Regions from separate parts of the Bos taurus genome. Here region 1 is linked to region 2. A link is a contact called in public Hi-C data. All regions are on one chromosome and are shown on one strand. Each heading gives the region's core, a stretch centred on a gene start, on an enhancer-like site or on the middle of the called end of the contact. The rest is flanking DNA. Distances are from core to core; before and after follow the strand shown. Region 1 holds the start of CCL17 (C-C motif chemokine ligand 17). Region 2 has its middle 5.7 kb from the start of TRNAL-CAG.

Region 1 (3,653 bases), core at 62-2,561, 110 kb before region 2:
CCTGAAGACAGGTGCTGTCACTACCCCATTCTACAGATGAGAAAGTGGAGGCCCGGGTGTGAACACACTTCCCCGGGGCTTGGTGTCCTCATCTTAGCAGGAGAAAAAATATCCAGCATCTGCAAACTGGCAAACAGACGATCTGTGACTTCAATTCAGACCACCACAAGGTGCTTTCTGAGAAGCCTCGGAGTGTCCTCTCACCATCTTGCGGATGGAGCTTGGTTTGACTGACACGGAGCTGGCCAGGCCCAGACTTTTACAAAAGTGAGACATGCAGCCAACTGTGAAGGTCACCCCAATTAAGCTAGCCCCGAAGACTGTGGCCCTGTCACTGTGTCACCACACGGGGTGCTAACCAGCTTTGTTTCTCTAAAATAGTAATCTTAGCTCAGCCTTCCTTTCCCAACTGAGTATAAAAATCTCTTTTTTTTCACCTGCTCTGGGGTCGTGTGCTCCTGCCTTGATGCCAGCCCTCTCATTCTATATACTGTGCTGTGCTTAGGTGCTCGGTCGTGTCCAACTCTTTGACACTGCATGGACTGTAGCCCCGCAAGGCTCCTCTGTCCATGGGGCTTCTCCTGGCAGGAATACTAGAGAGGGTTGCCATATCCTCCTCCACGGGATCTTCCAAACCCAGGTCTCCCGCCTTGCGGGAGGATCTTTACTGTCTGGGCCACCAGGAAAGCCCATGAAAACTGGAGTTTTCCTGTTCCTTCTCCAGCGGATCTTCCCAACCCAGGAATCGAACCGGGGTCTCCTGCATTGCAGGTGGATTCTTTACCAGCTGAGCTACCAGGGAAGCCCCTCACTGTATATAAAAACCCATTAAATAAACAGACTCTTAACAAATACTTGTGAGAATTGCTCCTTGTCCACTGTCAAAACACAATCACAGTCACTGCCTCATGACATTTGCAGGGGGAGATGTGCAAGCAATTTTTTCCTCAGAAGCTGAGCCCCAAGTCCTAGGACATTCATCTTCCTCCTCCTCCTCTTCATCATCATCATTTTCCTTTGAACGCCTCCCTCTAAATCCTATTGCTGCCAGCCTCTCACACCTTTGCAGGAGTAAGTGGGGTGCAGGAATAATGTGCGTGTGCAGCTGCTGTGGTCTTAGCGGCCCCACCCCTCCTTGCCCAGTGTCCCTTCCTCCTGTGTCTTTCCTCTGCTCTCACCTGCGTGGGTGTCCTGCAGAAGAGCCCCCAGGAGGACGGCGACCAGGAGCACTGTCTTCAGGGGAGCCATGGTGCCAGGAGCCGGGGAGAAGGTCTCTGTGTGTGGGTCCCTCTGCTCAGGGGAGACCAGGGTGAACTCCCAGGGTGAAGGTGACCTATTTAACCTCTTTGGGGATCTTGCCCCGCCTCTGATCACCTCACCCACATCTTTCCCTAGACCCGTGGAATTCAAAGAATTCGGGATGATTCAGCAGAAGTCCAGTCTTGGAATGTTTGTGGCTTTCCAGAGAATGGGCACTCCGTTGGGGACAGAGGTGGGGTATGTGTATCCGGGGGCCATGCACACTTCTCCTTTCACAGGGGACATTTCTTGGTTCCTCAAATAGAACTGAGACGCTTCCATCCTCAGCTGGCTGCATCCCTGCTCAGGCTGGCCAACGTCCTTCATGTTTGGTGCACCCTGGGCAAGGGGTAGGGGCAGCCAGGCTGGGGCCAAGAGGGACTGCCCACCTGGAGGAGCTTTTGGGTGCTGGGAAGGCCTCCTCCGGGGGTCAGCAGGCTGCACGGGCATCATTCTGCAGGGGTAGCTCCATTGCAACCTGAGAAAGGCCTGGGGCCCAGACAGCCTGGGTGCGGGTCCTTTACCAAGTTGGGCTTTGGACCACAGCAGGCCAGAGCGCTACAGGTTTTTGTTTTTTATAGTTTCGTTTATTGATTAATTAATTTTAATTAATTAAAGGTGGGCTTTTCTCTAGTTGAAGTGAGCAGGGGCTACTCTCTAGTTGCTTCTCATGGCGGTGGCTGCTCTTGTTGGAGAGTACAGGCTCAATAGTGTTGGGATCAGCCCAACAACGAACTGACCTGAGGGAGTGGTGCCGCAGAAGAATAAAGAAAAATAAGACTCAGAAATAAAGGGGGGATTGGGGGCAGAAGCCATTCGCAGGCAAAAGCCCAGATCCTAATCCATGCGTGTTTTATTGGTAACATCTACTTCCTTGTACGTGCTCTAGAGATATCTGTTTTTTACAGTCTCAGATTGGGGATAAGGATATACAATGCACAGTCCACAATGTCAAAGCTTCAGGCCTTTCATGAAGCTTTAGCTCTGTTTAGCCCATCAGCTAGTGACAACCTTTCTCAGCAACTCCCTCAAGGCTCTGGTCACAAGAACAGACACTAATGCTTTTCCATCAGTCACATCAGTACTTCAACATCTTGTTTTCAAGATGTTTTTCCACGTTGTTCTTTTTACTGCTCCCAGCCCTTCACCTGGGAGTGATGAGAAAGTCATTCTTATTTTTCAAAGAAGCCCTGCTAATTATAGTACGGGCCTGTGCGGAGCATATTCCCTATGTATCCCCCTTTTTTATTTTTAGAAGCTTATTTTTGATGATTGTTGATCATAGAAGCCAAAGCGATAGTCACCGATTGCTGTTGTTGTCTGTTGACTTTCTTGGTGATTTGTTGCCAGACTATGTAGAAACAGAAAAAAAGGCACATAAAAATTAACATGAAACCAGCCATTGATCCTCTGATAGTTTTCAAGTGAGGAATGGGATTTAATTGAGAAATCCCATCTGCTGCTGCTTCCTGCAGATTAGATCTTTGCAAAAGGTGTAGTTTCTGAGAGAAAGTTTCCATAATCTCTTGCTGTAAATTATTACTATCCAGAGATAGATTACCTTGATTTAAGAGGTGGTGTTTAACTTTGTCCCAATGAAATGAAGATTCACTCTATTTGTGAGGAGTGACACAAAAGAAGCGATGTTCCGATCACTCTTAAGACGAATCTGTTTTTGCAGACTGTTTACTTGATCACCGAGTAGTGTAACAACCTGTTGTAAATCAGCCGTTTGTACAGCTGATTTTCCATCTATTTGTCTTTGGATAGACTAAAGAACATCAGAATCTTTATGCCATTCCTGCACAAACTGCACAGTCTGTACAGCCTGATGTAACACCGCTCCTGCCACAGCTGCTGTAGTAGCTATAGCAATAATTCCTAAAACGGTAGCAGTTAACAGTCCAATTAACCATTTAGTGCGTTTTGACACTTTCTTTAAGGATTTCTTCTACAGTATAGACTGTGGGGCTATCCTGCCATGGTCTATTCATTTTTACTGGAAGCCATACTCCAGATCTGGTTTTTAGAATATATAGAGAACAGTCATTCTGAAATTGGAGATAAGAGTTGATACAAGTGTAAAAGGAACAATTTTGACAAGTAAGTAACCCAGAAGAGGCATTATAAAAAGTAGGTCCTATCAAAAATATGAAAGGTAAACTAATGCTTTAATCCAATGGGTTGATTTTTTATCAAACTGTTAAGAAATGACTGGATATTGTTGAATTAAATCGCCCCTTCCATGCTGTTATGGCTTGGAAGACAGCTGATATTTTCCACAATTCTGATTGTAAAGGCATATAAGGTAATTGAGGCAAGGGAGGGGAGAAACTCCCTCCATGTCAATATAT
Region 2 (3,996 bases), core at 442-2,941:
AAACAGAAAGTGCAAAGGCCTGAGGGGGAACAGAAAGATGGGTGCAGGGAGCTGGAGGTGGAGAGGAGGTGGAAGAGGTGAGCAAGGCTGGCTCAAAGAGGGCAGACAGGATACTGTGGTTGTGGGCATGGCCCCGTAGATACTACTTCAGCAAAGTCAGTTTGATAGGTGGGAACTTGCTCCACCATATTTACCAGATGTGTGCAATGAATGGTACACTGGGGACCAATGGAAATGACCAATGGCAGCTGACAGTCTGAGACAGCACCACCAAGCTGGGAACTGGGGAGATGACCCCAAGACCATGCAGGATCTCACCTCAGTAATGCAGGCACTCCTGCAACAGATTCAAGATAAATTTCAGACCATATCTGACCAGACCATTGGAAGAACTGATGATGTGAGGGCCTTCCCTCCTGGCCTAGTGGTTAAGACTTCACATTCCAATGCAGGAGGTGTGGGTTCGATTCCCCAGTTGGGAAGCTGGGATCCCCACATGCCTTGTGGCCAAAAAAACCACAGAACTTAAAACAGAAGATGAGATGGTTGGGTGGGATCACCAACTCAGTGGACATGAATTTGAGCAAACTCTGGGAGATGGTGAAGGACACGGAAACCTGGTGGGCTGCAGTCCATGGGGTTGCAAAGAGTTGGACATGACTGAGCAGCTGAACTGACTGAAAACAGAAGCGATGTTGTAACAAACTCAATAAAGACTTTTAAAATGGTCCACATTTTTTTAAATCTTAAAAAAATAAAATTGATGACATGGGCAATCATATTGATGACCTGGAGAAAAATACTGCATTCAGACCATGTCCAGTTGGATCACTGGAAGAACTGATGACATGAGAAGTCGCATTGGTGACCTGGACAAAAACACCATAGACCTCATGACACAGGCTGGGGTGAAAGAGCTGGATGGTGAAAACAAGACCCCTGCTCCGCAGCGGAGCTGGAGTTTGCTTATGCGAACCAGACTCTGCAGCATCCTATTCATGAGCCAAGAGAAGATGGAAGATGGGTGGCTTTTTGCAACTAACTACTATGTGTAGATAGGTTTTCTATTATCAAGTGTGCCCTCCTCTTACCTGGTACTACAGAGTTAGTTTATAGAGTGATTTCCCTCCCCTACTTTCCATGTTTCCTGAGCATGGTAACTTCATATCTTGGACCTTGGTCAGTTGTGCTATTAAACACTAAAACTTTGGCAGTTTTGGAGTGGGGCAGAAGTGGTACATTGGTTTATTTTTCTGGGTTAACACTTAAAGCGTTTATTCTATTCCATGAACCCTAAATGTCCAGCACGTATTAACCCTTCTGTCTATGCAACCCTTTGAGGCAGATACTATCCCTAAATCTATTTTGCAGATTGGAAAACTGAGGAACAGAGAGGCTAACTAACTCTCCCGTGTCATAGAACTAGCAGAAGCAGGATTTGAACTCAGGTGGTTCCAGAATCCACATGCTGACACATTCAGTCATGCTCCTTCGAGTTAAAATTGGTTATGCAAGCACATGCGCACTGCAGCCCTTGCTTATTAGAGTGCTATGCCATGGAGTCTCCCCATTCCTGGGGTTCTCTTTCTAGGGAGACTGAATGCTTTGGGGACATGATAAGCAGTCTACAGAACTTGGAAGTGAGTTCCTGGTCCTTGGTGCATTCTGTCCACTGTCCACATGATTCATTCAAATTCCAGGAACTGGGTTGCCCAACTCTCCACACCAAGGCGGAATCTGGGGTCTTTGGCTCTGGCTCCAGAGAGACTGAGCAGTTCCTAACCCACCCCATCAGAGATCCACACCTGCTTCATCAATTGCACCCCTGAGCGCCCAGCTAAGTGGGCCAAGATGCCCGAACCAGGCTTGGCAGGGATTCACTACTGGCGCTGAATCTTGGCCAAAGAAACCAGAGCCTGAAGCAAAAAACTTGGCCTTGCCACTTAGACTGGCTTGCTGGGAAACGCTTACCCTTTCTTTTAAGTCTCCTCTATAATGAAAACAGGACTAAAAATAATGTTTCCTAGTTCAGCCTGCCACCTTAGTTGGCAAGCCCCCATGGCTTTCTTTCTGGCTTTGTTTCTAAAAGGAAACAATGTAAATAAAGCACTTATCACAGATATGACCTAAATTAAATCCCTTACAATTATACAGTGGAAGTAACAAATAGATTCCAGGGATTAGATCTGGTAGACAGAGTACCTTAAGAACTATGGATGGAGGTTCATAACATTGTACAGAAGGTGGTGATCAAAACCATCCTCAAAAAACAGAAGTGCAAAAAGGCAAAATGGTTGTCTGAGGAGGCCTTACAAATAGCTGAGAAGAGAAGCAAAAGGCAAAGGAGAAAAGGAAAGATATACCCATCTGAATTCAGAGCTCCAAAAAAAATAGCGAGGAGGGAATAAGCCTTCCTAAGTGATCAATGCAAAGAAACAGAGGAAAACAACAATAGAATGGGAAAGACTAGAGATCTCTTCAAGAAAATTAGAGATACCAAGGGAACATTTAATGCAAAGATGGGCACCATAAAGGACAGAAACGTTATGAACCTAACAGGAGCAGAAGATATTAAGAAGATGTGGCAAGAATACACAGAAGAATTATACAAAAAAGATCTTCACGACCCAGATAACCAGGATGGTGAGCTCACTCACCTAGAGCCAGACATCCTGGAGTCCAAAGTCAAGTGGGCCTTAGGAAGCATCACTATGAACAAAGCTAGTGGAGGTAATAAAATTCCAACTGAGCTATTTCAAATCCTAAAAGATGATGCTGTGAAAATGCTGCACTCAGATCAAATCAGATCAGATCAGTCGCTCAGTCGTGTCCGACTCTTTGCGACCCCATGAATCGCAGCACGCCAGGCCTCCCTGTCCATCACCAACTCCAGGAGTTCACTCAGACTCACGTCCATCGAGTCAGTGATGCCATCCAGCCATCTCATCCTCTGTCGTCCCCTTCTCCTCCTGCCCCCAATCCCTCCCAGCATCAGAGTCTTTTCCAATGAGTCAACTCTTTGCATCAGGTGACCAAAGTACTGGAGTTTCAGCTTTAGCATCATTCCTTCCAAAGAAATCTCAGGGCTGATCTCCTTCAGAACCGACTGGTTGGATCTCCTTGCAGTCCAAGCGACTCTCAAGAGTCTTCTCCAACACCACACTTCAAAAGCATCAATTCTTCGCCGCTCAGCCTTCTTCACAGTCCAACTCTCACATCCATACATGACCACAGGAAAAACCATAGCCTTGACTAGACGAACCTTTGTTGGCAAAGTAATGTCTCTGCTTTTGAATATGCTATCTAAGCACTCAATATGCCAGCAAATTTGGAAAACTCAGCAGTGGCCGTAGGACTGGAAAAGGTCAGTTTGCATTCCAATCCCAAAGAAATGCAATGCCAAAGAATGTTCAAACTACCACACAATTGCACTCATCTCACACACTAGCAAAGTAAAGCTCAAAATTCTCCAAGTGAGGCTTCAACAATACGTGAACCATGAACTTCCAGACGTTCAAGCTGGATTTAGAGAAGACAGAGGAACCAGAGATCAAATTGCCAACATCCATTGGAGAATAGAAAAAGCAAGAGAATACCAGAGAAACATCTACTTCTGCTTTATTGACTATGCCAAAGCCTTTGACTGTGTGGATCACAGCAAACTCTGGAAAATCCTTAAAGAGATGGGAATACCAGATCACCTGACCTGTCTCCTGAGAAATCTGTATGCAGGTCAAGAAACAACAGTTAAAACCGGACATTAAACAATGGACTGGTTCCAAACTGGAAAAAGAGTACGTCAAGGCTGAATATTGTCACCCTGTTTATTTAACTTCTATGCAGCGTCCATCATGCAAAATGCTGGCTGAATGAAGCACAGCAGGAATCAAGATTGCCAGTAGAAATATCAATAACCTCAGATATGCAGATGACACCACCCTTACGGCAGAAAGCGAAGAGGAACTAAGAGCCTCTTGATGAAAGTGAAAGAGGAGA

What was found. A called contact is a pair of places that touch in the nucleus more often than the background predicts.
Region 1: a contact with region 2 is called in a Hi-C map of an unstated tissue, with 5 times the contacts expected there. The contact joins the promoter of CCL17 here to the enhancer-like site in region 2. A contact is called at or near these places in 5 of 11 Hi-C or Micro-C datasets (blastocyst, liver, skeletal muscle and 2 more).

The regions. Positions count from the first base shown.
Region 1 is chr18:25,418,492-25,422,144 of ARS-UCD2.0, reverse strand. CCL17 (C-C motif chemokine ligand 17) reads right to left here and starts at 1,311. Exons shown (of 3, transcript XM_002694792.5): 1 at 1,179-1,311. The coding sequence starts at 1,248.
Region 2 is chr18:25,311,781-25,315,776 of ARS-UCD2.0, reverse strand. No RefSeq gene overlaps it. Among named protein-coding and RNA genes, the nearest start is that of TRNAL-CAG, 5.7 kb to the right of the region's middle. Within about 2 kb of position 1,691, at least 8 of the 102 cell types and tissues checked have an H3K27ac peak or open chromatin away from gene starts, as enhancers often do.